Linked DNA regions of Sus scrofa: region 1 is linked to region 2. A link is a contact called in public Hi-C data. All regions are on one chromosome and are shown on one strand. Each heading gives the region's core, a stretch centred on a gene start, on an enhancer-like site or on the middle of the called end of the contact. The rest is flanking DNA. Distances are from core to core; before and after follow the strand shown.

Evidence for each region. A called contact is a pair of places that touch in the nucleus more often than the background predicts.
Region 1: a Hi-C map of liver shows a contact between it and region 2, with 12 times the contacts expected there. The contact joins two enhancer-like sites. A contact is called at or near these places in 3 of 47 Hi-C or Micro-C datasets (embryonic fibroblasts, liver and skeletal muscle) and 1 of 2 datasets of contacts at active chromatin or transcription factors (skeletal muscle).

What each region holds. Positions count from the first base shown.
Region 1 is chr6:9,744,793-9,750,654 of Sscrofa11.1, forward strand. All of the region lies in intron 5 of WWOX (WW domain-containing oxidoreductase), which reads right to left. Among named protein-coding and RNA genes, the nearest start is that of WWOX, 120 kb to the right of the region's middle. Within about 2 kb of position 2,924, at least 17 of the 83 cell types and tissues checked have an H3K27ac peak or open chromatin away from gene starts, as enhancers often do. A contact at or near this core is called in liver, where this site is marked.
Region 2 is chr6:9,524,654-9,530,601 of Sscrofa11.1, forward strand. The region is part of intron 8 of WWOX (WW domain-containing oxidoreductase); the gene reads right to left. Among named protein-coding and RNA genes, the nearest start is that of WWOX, 340 kb to the right of the region's middle. Within about 2 kb of position 2,843, at least 9 of the 83 cell types and tissues checked have an H3K27ac peak or open chromatin away from gene starts, as enhancers often do. A contact at or near this core is called in liver, where this site is marked.

The sequences.
Region 1 (5,862 bases), core at 1,674-4,173, 220 kb after region 2:
ACAACCTTGAAAATCAACTAGACTTTAAACAAGAAGAGCTAACGACAGTGAGGCGCATCCCCTTCCAGAAACACACACACACACACAACCATGAAAGGCCACAAACCGAGAATGACAAGCACGGCCACGCTCCACTTTAAAGTCCGGAGCTATCTGAAGACAGGAGACTTGGCACAGCCCTTTCCTCACCAATAACAACAATAAATATTTCATAATAATTTAAAATTAATTATGAATGAGGCACAACATTTTCTTCCATCACCTTTACCAACTTCGTAACGTGTGTGTGTGTGTGTGTGTGTGTGTGTGTGTATTTTCTTATTTTAAAGCCGACGGGTATGGGGTAGGGGTTTCTTTTCCTTCCCATCTTCTCTTGACAAAAGGACCCACTGTCAAGTCAACCGTTTTCCAGGTCACCCAGCAGGAAATTAGAAGTGGTGTTGTTATCCTAATCACTGGGGTAAAAAAATAAAAATAAACAAACCAACCTGTATCCAAGATCCTGCTGTATCAACTCAGTCGGGGTTGGTTTTTTTAAGTTGGATTTAATTTTGAAATCCCTTACGTTAGGAGACCTGTGGGTCATTTTACTTCTACTTTTACAATAGAGACCTGTGGTTCTTTTTCCCCCGATCAATCCAACATACAGTGACTTGTGGTCAATGCATAATAAAATCAGAGTTAGCTTTTGACTTGGGAGAATTATAAGCATTTTGTTTCTATGGTTTCCTAGTTCTTCAATTTCGAAAATGCCTTATCAAGTCCAAGACTTCCCAAAATACTGGAGTTTTAGAGAATACTCTTTTTCAACGCTTTGAAAACGAAACAGGCACGATGGAACAGCAATCTCGGCTATTGAGTAACTTGTAAACCCTGCCGAGACATACAAAAACAAGGCCGCTGGAGCCAGCGCCCTGGGGCGAGGCCTTGGCCCCAGCACCACACCCGTGAACTCCTGATGACCCTCAAGTATCCCCGTGTGATATATCACAAACACTAGAACGCAGTGTTGTAATTACAGGGAGCAATTGATTTTTAAAGGCCTGTATGGAAATTAATACTCATAAAAATAGCATAACCTGAACCAGAGAATTTAGGGATTAGAGCATTCTGAATGTTAGACTTCAAATTTCTAAAGGCTGCGTATGAGTTAGCATTCACAAAGCTTTTTAAAAATGGAACCGCTGTGTGCATGCTCGATTCATTCATAATCCAGGAATTTTTTTAAATGGGTCTTATGTTCTCCTAACATAATCAGGATGCTGGGCCCGCGCCCCTTCTTCCTGCAGGCAGCTTAGAATGTCAGGGCGCACAGTACCTGCAGAGAGAGACGAGGAACGGGGGCCCATCAGGTAGTAACTCCTGGGCCAAGCACTGGGGGCGCCTGTTTGCTGGGGAGGGAATCAGCGCAGAGGCCCAAGGAGAAGAGAACACTGACAGGTTCTGGCGGATTAAGGGGCATCTTGGTGTGAAAAGTGAATCATCAAGGGAGAACGTTTTAAAGTCTTAGTTAAGCTGAAATGGTACCTATTCATAGAACGGAGTCCATTCGTGGAGGGAGAATTCCAACATGAGGCTGCCAGGCCACCACAGCACCTTAAAAATATCCTTCATGGGGTAACCTTCATGTTACCATGGGGAAGGCAGCCCTCGAAAAGAGGTAGACCAACGTGTACAACGATGAAATGGCAGTTAAGCACGCTGGTCACTGACGAGGTTTGGACAGCATTTCAGGTATGTGAAAACACAGGAAAACACCACGCCAGTGTCTGACTTAGAACCTGGACTGCTTCCAGCTGAAGGGACCACTCCCTGCCAAAATGGTAAGTATCTCTTCCTGGCCTTCCCTTCCACACGCCTCTAACAGGTAGTGGCCCCAAAGGAAGCCAAGGGCTTTAGAAATAAACAAATACAGATATTCATTCCTTCTGAATTTCCAAATCAATGACAGAACGTGAAAATAATACTTGAGAAGCACTTCCCGTTTTTCAAAGGATTTTTATAGATCTTATGCGGTCTTCCAAAAGCGAAAGTAAATTCAAATTCAAAACAAATAATTTTATTCCTCTCATGTGTGTGCGCGTGAATATTTATTCCCCCCCCCACACACACAGAGAGCGAGAAACCCTGGAGATAGTCTCCCAGTTTCCCAAAGGGAGCTTTTCTTATCGCTGCCCCAAATCTGCAGGAACAAGGATTTCTTCCCAACACTGAGCTCCTCCCTCTTATCACCTAAGATTCACGTCGGAAAACCCTTGACGTCTCGACTTCTGAATCCCTGATGGGAGACGCCAACACGAATGTGTTCCAGTCACAACCAAGCAAGAGGTGGGAAGTAGAGGTGACTGTCCAATATCATGTGCATTTATTCATTTCGGATAAACAAGACCCACAGAGACACTCTCTTGAGAGGTCCGGCCTTACTGCTGGGAGGTAATGAATAGAGAGCCAGGTCTGGTTTTGACTTCAATCACCCTAACGCTATTTCTCCCTGTTGAAGAACTGAAATTCTTAACTCTTGCTACTCTTGGGATTCTCAGGAAAGTGATTCTGAGTCTATGGGTGAAATACTGCATTCTTAAAAAAAAAAAAAAAAAAAAAAGACACTTCTTTGTACTTTCCAACTCTGATGTATTACATACTACCTATTTAAATGTTGCAGCTTCTCACAGAATACAGCAAGGACTTTCCGTTAGTCACAGATACGTCCTAACCCCCAGCAGGCACTCAATTAAGACAGTGAAGGACTGGGGAGCTCACGAGATTCCACTGTGCATAGGGGGTTAAAAAAAATGAAAGGTCTGTCTTCTTAAAATATTGACATGCCTTGCATAATTTACCACACAGGCCAACTGGAAGAGGAATCCAAGAGGAGGGGCCCTGAACAATGGGAACGCAGTCAAGAGAGGCCTGGTTCCAACCCTCTGTTTCTCTGAATCAGCTACTCCTTAAGTTCCTGTATTGCTCCACTCAGCCAATGGCAATTCTGGGAGAGAGGCAATTGATAATAATTACGTTTTCTGCCTTCTCTTGGGTTATGAATTTATCATGATGCGAAAGTTGAACTACTCTGATGCCACGTTAACAATGATAAACACCGTAAAGACAAAAAGAAACTAAATTTCAGCGTTTAGATTCTGCAGGGGAGTTTATTAAACAGATTAACTGCAAAAAGGCAGAGCCACGCAATTATGGAAAACGGGGAGCGAGCGACCCTCCGGCTAGCTGTTTCTGAGGGCCACCCGAGAACGGATTTTGAATGCCCTCATTTCTGCAGGTACATTATCATGTGGTTTATTGTTATTCACAGCTGCAAGCTGATTAATTTGTATTCAGAAACTCTAAGTGGCAAATGCGCAACGCATGGTAATACACTTTTTTTTTTTTTTTTTACTTTATGGACACAGTGAAAATGCCTAAGCTATCCCTCCTAAGTAAGTAACTCTGACACAACTGGTGAGGGAAATGCTTGAGTTTGCAGGAGGCTTTGAAAGAAAAAAGTCAGAGGATGCTCTTCTCCCCTCTCCCATCTTCTAAAAAACAAACAAAGAAACAAAACCAAACAATAAAAGCAAAACCATCTAGGTCTGAAGGAAAAACCAAACAAAAGAGAACAGCTGGGTAACATCAAGCTGCCGGAATCATCAGTGTTGTCAGTTCGTGTTCCTGTCAACCTGTTCTCTGAGCGTTTCCAATAAAATCCACAAACACCAGTGATGACTCACACCCACAGACTCGGGCACCATAGTCAGCGCTTAAATAAGAGATAATGATACCCACTAAATCCAATGCCTAAATGCAATCATGGGCGGTTCTTAAGAACACTGAACCAGCTCTCCGTTTTCTGCACTAAAGAGATAAGGAGTGGCATGGATAATCGAAATGGGTGGAAAATATAAATCACGGGTTTGAGGACACATATCCTGACCCGTCCCTCCCTACCTCAGCTCCCTCGCCAGTACCCCCAGCTGATTTATTTCCCTGGTCCTGCATCCCCTGCTTCAAGTGAATTTACACTCCCTTTCACACTGACCTCAGCAGTGGATCTGAGTCTACGCTCCCTGGCTGGAGTAAACAAGTTTCCCGGTTGAAAACCTTTGCCAATTATCCACAGCTTGGACAACAGGTACTCAGCAGTGGACAGTGTACTCACTGCCAACCACCTCGGGGAACTTGGAGATGCACTGAGAGAGGTCCCGTTCCACGCAGGCATACACATCAAGATTATTCAAATGCAATTTGGTTCACTTTTTCCTAATCTCCCATGCTTCCAACTCCTAATTGCTTCCCCAAGCCTGCTGCCGTGAGCACGGCCCCGGCAAAGAAGACCCCTGCCAAAGGGGTGTTCATTTCCACCAGAGACACCGCAGCCATGGCTCAACACTGGACCTGGTCTTTGGTCAGTTCGTTACAGCATCCCAGACGCGACTGCAGCTGTCCGGCCATTTGTCACTCCGTAGTTCACATGTTCTCTCCCAAATCCTCCCGAGAGGGTACACTGGGTGGACTGGGAGAAGCCGAACGGGAAAGCTGGAGGGAAGGAAACACCTGCGATGGTATTCTCGGGGCAAAGAACAACGCGTGGGCTGGGAGGACTCCGCGGGTAAAGGCGCTCCTGCCCGAGACGCTCTGCTGAGGGTTCCCTAATGCGATTCCACATGGTCTGCAGGTTCACGGCTTAAAAGAGCACAGACAGCAAAACAGTCCACTGAATCCCAAAACAAAAAGTATGGGATGGGAATCTGAGCTCTCCGGAAACGCCGGAAACTGAAATGACCACATCCTCAGGCTTGAACACCCCAAGTCCTGTACACACTTACGAGGTCACAAACGGTTCATTCTATATTTCAAAAAATTACTACAGAACAAACTAAACTTCTCAAGCACCAGGTACAGGTTAAATCATCAAATGGCGATGACGGGAGTTAGGGTCCCTTCTTGAGTTAAACAGAACAGGAGAAATTTTAACTGAAGATAAAAAGAAAAGCAGTTTGCTCAAGAATCAGGAATTTGAGGTTCTGGTCCTGGCTCTTGTCATTTTTTCAAAAAATGTTTATGGTGCCGTGCTGAGTATTCACACGACAATCCTTAATTTCATTCCTGCAATGAAGAATTAGTATTTGCCCTTAGTGGTTTTTTGTTTTGTTTTGTTTTGTTTTTTTGTCTTTTTCCCATTTCTTGGGCCCCTCGCACAGCATATAGAGGTTCCAGGCTAGAGGTCAAATCGGAGCTGTAGCCACCGACCTACGCCAGAGCCACAGCAACACCAGATCCGAGCCACATCTGCGACCTACATCACAGCTCACGGCAACACCAGATCCTTAACCCACTGAACAAGGCCAGGGACTGAACTCGCAACCTCATGGTTCCTAGTTGGATTCGCAACCTCATGGTTCCTAGTTGGATTCGTGAACCACTGAGCCATTGCGGGGAACTCCAGTATTTGCCCTTGGCGGTATTTTAAATTCAGCCAGATGAAGCGGTTAGACCGCTGATTGCATGTTCGAACAATCCTACAGACAGTGCTACAAAAATGGGACATCCTGCTATTATTTATTGAGTCAAATGACAGGCTTCTTAGCACCAACCAGCCCCGGCATAATTCACCATGACAAATAATCTAAGGTACAAGAATGAAGACGAGCAGACATCAGGTGGCCAAGGAGATTCCTACCAGACCTGACTTCCTACACAAGCACCACAAGGGACTCAAACACTTAAGCGGGGGTGCAGGGACCCTTGAAACAAAAAGCCCCCTCCCCTCTCCGCAGCTTTTCCCGTGGTGCAGTGGCACGTTTCCCGCAACTCCAGAGGGGAAGACAGCAGAGCAGGTGATTGATCTTCCAGCTGGCAGAGAAATGA
Region 2 (5,948 bases), core at 1,593-4,092:
CAAGTTCAGAGAAAGCATAAAAATGTGATTTACTACTTATTGTACAGTTAGGCACATGCATATTATATACTGCATGTTAATCTTCGACTGGCTAAGTTTAGCAAATTTGACAACACTACCGTTTGCTAGTAAGGAAAAAGAATCGACATCTGTTCTCTCCCAGATATGGCTCCTTCTTGGAAGGAATCAGAAATATGCCCAGGCCTTCTATTTCCTGGGTAAACTGATAGAATGTGGGCTGTTTAAATGGACAGTCAAACCACAATGCCCCCTGGTGGTGAAATAGTGCATACACATGTGTTAGCGTCTGCACAGGGAATATTTTCGAGAGAAACTTAATTTTTTAATAATGTGGAAATTTTCTGGTAGCTTTCAAATTGCAAATGCAAAAATCGTGGAGCACTGATAGCCCTTTAAGTGGAAAATAAATATTCACTATACTGGTAGTGAAATTAGAGGCATATTTAGTTTCTCCTAAATCACCTAGATCAAAGTTGCTTTGTTTCGATTTTTACAAAAAGGGATGATGTTTTAATCCACACTGAAGACTTGGAGTATCGGGAAAAATCAGAATTAGAGCACAGGTAGTTTTTCAACTCAATTTACAAAAGTGAAGCTGTCAGCAGATACTTCCGGGTAGACCTATGGGTCTGTTAGCTTATTGTCACTCCAGTTAAAATGGAGTGAGAGCAGATTCCAGATTTTGCCAGCGGATGGAAGACTCCATCTTCCCATCATGCTCTCAGCATGCACCTCTGATAAGCAGCTTAAAGGGAACTTCCTCGGGTCAGACATAAATAGTGATTCTCAGGTTCCCTTAATCCAGACACACATTGCTTCTGAGTGAGGCCTCATAAATCTCAAAACCAGTCAGCGACACAGGCAAGACGACACTGTTAGAAGGTGCAAATACATTCAATAGCCACGGCGTGGACTCATTCATCACACAAACAATACTGATGTCTTGTAGGGATCCAGGGACATGGCACCACCTCTCTCGCAAAGTGCGTGATCTCTAGAAGCAGGAGGCCTAGGAGAGGAGCTGTGAGTGCTTTCCTTCTTCTCAAGAGCTGAGCCACTCACAGTCCGAGGACAACCAGCAGGCGCACAGGGTCCCCCAGGTCTCCTGGCCCCTGACCCAGAGCTGTCCACTTTGGAATAATGACTTATCTCTGATGCCAAACATTTTAAGACACTTCCCTAATGGCTGAGGCGATACTGCTTAGGACATGCTGTAAAAAAACAGTGCAATGGAAAGATAATCCACTCTAAGACATGTACACAGATTCTCAGAGCAGCATGATTCCTAACAGCCAGAAACTGCAAACAGTTCAGATGCTCGTCAGGTGATGAATGGATGCACTGAATGTGGTACACCCACACGAAGGAATATTATGAAGTCATAAAAAGAAACAAAGTACGGGAATTCTTCTATGGTACAGCGGGTTGAGGATCTGGTGTTGTCACGGCAGAGGCTTGGGTCGATGCTACAGCACAAGTTCAATCCCTGGCCTGGGCTCTTCCACGGGCAGAGCCAAAAAAGAAAAGAAAAGAGAAAAAGAGAAAACCGCAAAGCACTGATATATGTTACAACCGGGATGAGCCTTGATAACATTCTGCTAAGTGAAAGAAGCCGGATACAAAAGACCACATGTTGCACCATCGGTTTATAGGGAATGTCCAGAACCAGCAAATCCACTAATAGAGAAAGCAGGCCAGTGGTTGCCCAGGGCTGGGAGAAGGGGTAACTGAGGTGAGGGCCAAGGAGTGTGGACCTGCTGGGGCTAATAAACATATTCTAAAACTGATGGCAGTGATACACGCACAACTCTGTAAATACACCAAAAAACACTGAATTGTACATTTTAAATGAATGAATTATATGGTGAGTGCATTATGTGTGGATGAAGCTGCTTCTGTCTGTTTTGTTTTTTTTTAAAAAAAAAAAAAAAGGCTGCTGAGGGCAGGCACACCCTGTAAAGGTCCAGAGACCTGAGAAGTGACCAGGAGAAGGAAGACAAGGAAACAGTAAACGCCCCCAGAGAAGCGATGCCCGCCAAGCCTGGCTCAGGCTGGAAGTCCACTCTCCCTTTTGTCCAAGGGGATGCGGCCCAGCTCCAACACCCCCAGAAACCTTCTACCCAAAACTCGAGGAAGAAGTCTCTCTCCATCCAGATCACGAAATCTAAAGATGGGGGCACTTCGGGGTTTTCGGCCCACACCGCCCACTTCCCCTACAAAACCCATCATCCTCGCCCACCAGAGATCTGGATTCAATTAGCCTGGAGCGTCACTCTTTTGAAAGAATTTCCCAGGTGATCCGCGGGTCCAGCTGAAGCAGGAGATCCCTGTTTGGGAGAGAGCCAGCAAGAAAGCCAGGGCACAATGGGAAGGAAAGCTGGGCACAGTGGCAGCCTGCATGGCTTTTTGTACCAAGTCTTTACTGTGGATTTCTTCCCCATCTCCCACGTATGTTTCAAAAAAAAAAAAAAAAAAAAACAAACCCTCTGTGCAGCTGTGGCAGGCGGAGTCGTGGTCAGCCTGCCCGCCCCACCAGCATCTGATCATTTTCACAAATAACACCAAAATGTTTACACAAACAAAGATATCCAAACCAGCTTGCCTGCTTTTTCATAACAGGCAGGCACTCTTCCAAAAATGGTTTCATTATACCAAAAAAAAAGGTCCGTGCAGAAGGAAGGGTGCTTGTGTTCCAAGTTCAGATTTCTGTGGGCAGTAACTGAGAACTTCAATCGCTGGTACCCAGCTGACCCTCTGTCCGGCCCGACATTCTTCGCTGTTGAAGACTTGAGGATAAAAGCCTCCCGCATCTGACCCAGCAAGGCTGTGCCCGCTGCCCCGGCTGGGATTGAGTCCAAGCTAAACATCAGCGAACCTGAGCGTGGTGCAGCACTGCTCGATGCCCAGAGAGAGAAACACGCTGGCTTTGAATTCCTTCTCTTGGAACTTCTTTGAGCCAGGAACTATCAACTCGTCGCAGGTGTGGCGTCAGGGGTTGTCCAGAGTGTTCTCTCTGGGCCTGTACTGATCAATGACAATTTTGGAAAACACTGCCTGTGTAATTCACCATGGAAAAAAAGCTTTGGGATTGAAGGATGTGACTGGAGCTTCTAACACAAACGTCCACGTGTTCCCCAAAAAAGCCAGTCCAGCTGGAAGGCGGCTGGGAAAAAATCACAAGAACACCCGAAATGAGCCCCCCGTCTTGTAAGGGAGAGTGAGGCATCTGCCCACTCCTGTCACTACACAAATGCTCAGGGGTCTCCAGCAGCGCACGCCTGGCACACCCTGCCATGGTTTGCCAGACGCGGTGAAATGGTACCACGGCTAACTCGGTGAGGAGCGTGGGGTACATAAGGAAAGAAGAGGGGTAGATGAACGGGGAAAGAAGGATCGGAGAGCGGAAGAACCCAGTGCAAAAAGGCGCCTACGTGCCGTGCGCCATGAAACCCAACGGCTGTGGGGACAATTCAATTTAATCTTGGCAACCAGGATGGAGACTTAACACCCGTGGCAAATGCCAAGCAATCCAGACAGTTTTTTTAAAGGCCATCTTTCCCAGCTGCGCACACGCTCACGCACACAACGAGCCCTGCGCTGACTGTAGGTAGCAGCAAACGCAGGCCGGCGAAGCCCTCCGCAGGCAAGCGACGGCGGGGCCAGCTGTGCCTCTCGCGGTGACATCACACAGCAAAACCCTCAACAGGTGCTCGGGACCAGGCTTGCCTGCTCAACTCTTCCACGGTTTTGATTTGCTTTCCGTTCTCCTTGGGCAGAATCAAAGCTTCTCTCCCCATCTTCCTCTCCTACCTCCTACCTAAAGACTCAGAGCAGGGAGGCCGCTAAATGGAAGCGGTCTGGCACCACTTCACCCTAGCTAGCCAGACGCAGGAACGGCTACTCACAGCACATAAAGATGAACGGTGAGGGAGGGGCCCAGCCCCACGGCATGAAATTCCAGTTCTCAACACCCAGAGGAAAGGGCACCTACACGGCCTCGAGCTCATTCTCTTCCCGAGGCCATTCCATGGGTGCAGTCTACCGTGGCGGGTGTCAAGTCCTCTGCTGGGCACTCAAAGTACAGACGAACAAACAAAACCCAGTCCTCATTCGTGAAGAGGCGAATCCTGGTGGGGAAGTGGGAAAGGCATGGACAACTGCTACATGGTAGGAGCAAGGGTCGAAGAAGAGCCAGAAAGGAGCTCGGAGCCACCATGCAGGCACCCCCACCCCCCATCCCTTAACCCAGCACGCGGACCCAAAGGCAGCTGCGGAGCGACCCTCAGCCTCTGTGGTCACCAAGGACAGGACATCCCCATGAGCCCACCTGGTCCTTTAGGAAGGTTAAGGAAAGCAAAGAGCCAAGAGATGGATCAGGAGCCAAGAGGACTAAAAACAGAAGGGGCTGGGGGCCGGCTGGGGGAAGTCAGGGTGGGAGCAGCCCGCCCTGCAGGACCAAGGCCAGGGGACAGGGAACTCGGTGCTGGCGCCTCCCCTGGGGCAGAGCCACGGCCATGAAGCTGGGGCCTCGAGTCCCACCCCCACCCCAGACACCCTGAGCTGCTCAGAGACAGGAACGCACGTCAAGTCACCTGGGGAAGGAGAAAGGTCTGGCTGGTTTTCATACTTAGTGAAATTCAGTTTTAATCAAACTTGGTTAAGTTAATTATTGACTCAACGAGGATGAAACTAGAATAAAATCACTTTTGCCTTAAGCCAAACTATTAAGAAGCCTCATAGACTTAATAGACTAAAAGTGCTCAGAATGATTCCTTCGGCGCGGGCGATATTCCGTCTTCACTCCACCGCTGCTGCGCGTCTCTCTCGCTGCCGCCGATGGTGGACGGGCGACGGAGCGTGAGTTCCCCTCGAAGAAAGGGATCGGGGGTCACCACTGGCAGACACCCGAGCTCCATCACTGAGGCAGTGAGACAGCATGTTGTCCCTGCTGAATTGTTCTTATCACAGAAGCGCCTCGTTTTTGCAGGTCACTCACTGCCCTTTAAGCCCAGGGTGTGCAGCCTCTCCTCTGCCCCAGGATCACTGACGCTGCCAGCGACAGCGTGACACACGAGGCATGCGCCTCGGCGGGAAGAGCCTGACTCCGTCATTAACTCTGTGAGCAGGGCATGCAAAGTTTGCAAAAGCGGTCCCTGCAGCATACCCTGCCCTGAAGTGGGACAGAGACACCCCGCCTTCGCCCCCTATGCCACAGGCTCTGCAAGCCCAAGAGGGACCCCCACCCGTGACAGCATGACATTTACAAAGCAATGACAATAAACCTCGAGGTACCACGTCTTTTTTATTCCCTTTATGTTGATACCCTTGATAATTTCCTAAAAATATCAAATTCCCTGAAAATATGTTTTTCACTATATATAGTCTACCTCTTTTTTTTTTTTTTTTTTTTTTTTGAGATAAAAGTCGTGCGTCCCATGGCAAACAGTCAAGAGCAATGTCTCTGGACCCAGCAACTGTCCCTATGATGTAGTGTCAGTGCCCACACCACGGGGAGTGTCTAATCACGACGCTTAGATTCAGTCGAGCAAGCGCAGTACACGTGCGATGAGGTGTTGTGGACAGCATGAGAAACCCACTGTTTCCACTCAGAAACCCATCATCCTAGTGCCCATTCAGCACTTCAACAGTTACTGTCATTGTATAACCCTCAACAGACCCATAGTTTAAAATCACTTGGCCTCGCGAACATAAAGCACATGAACTGAGAGTCCATGGCCTTAGTCTCTGGTCTCTCCTGATGGCCAGTAGTTACGGTAAAATGTTACCAGTGGAATATTCTAGCTTCAGTTACTACCAAACTGCCAGACTCCTCAGAGACATGCTTAACTTGGAGGTAAATAAGTTTTTTCCATTTACCTCGGATTTTCATATAAATGTGTTTATTATTATTATTATTACGCTTTTTA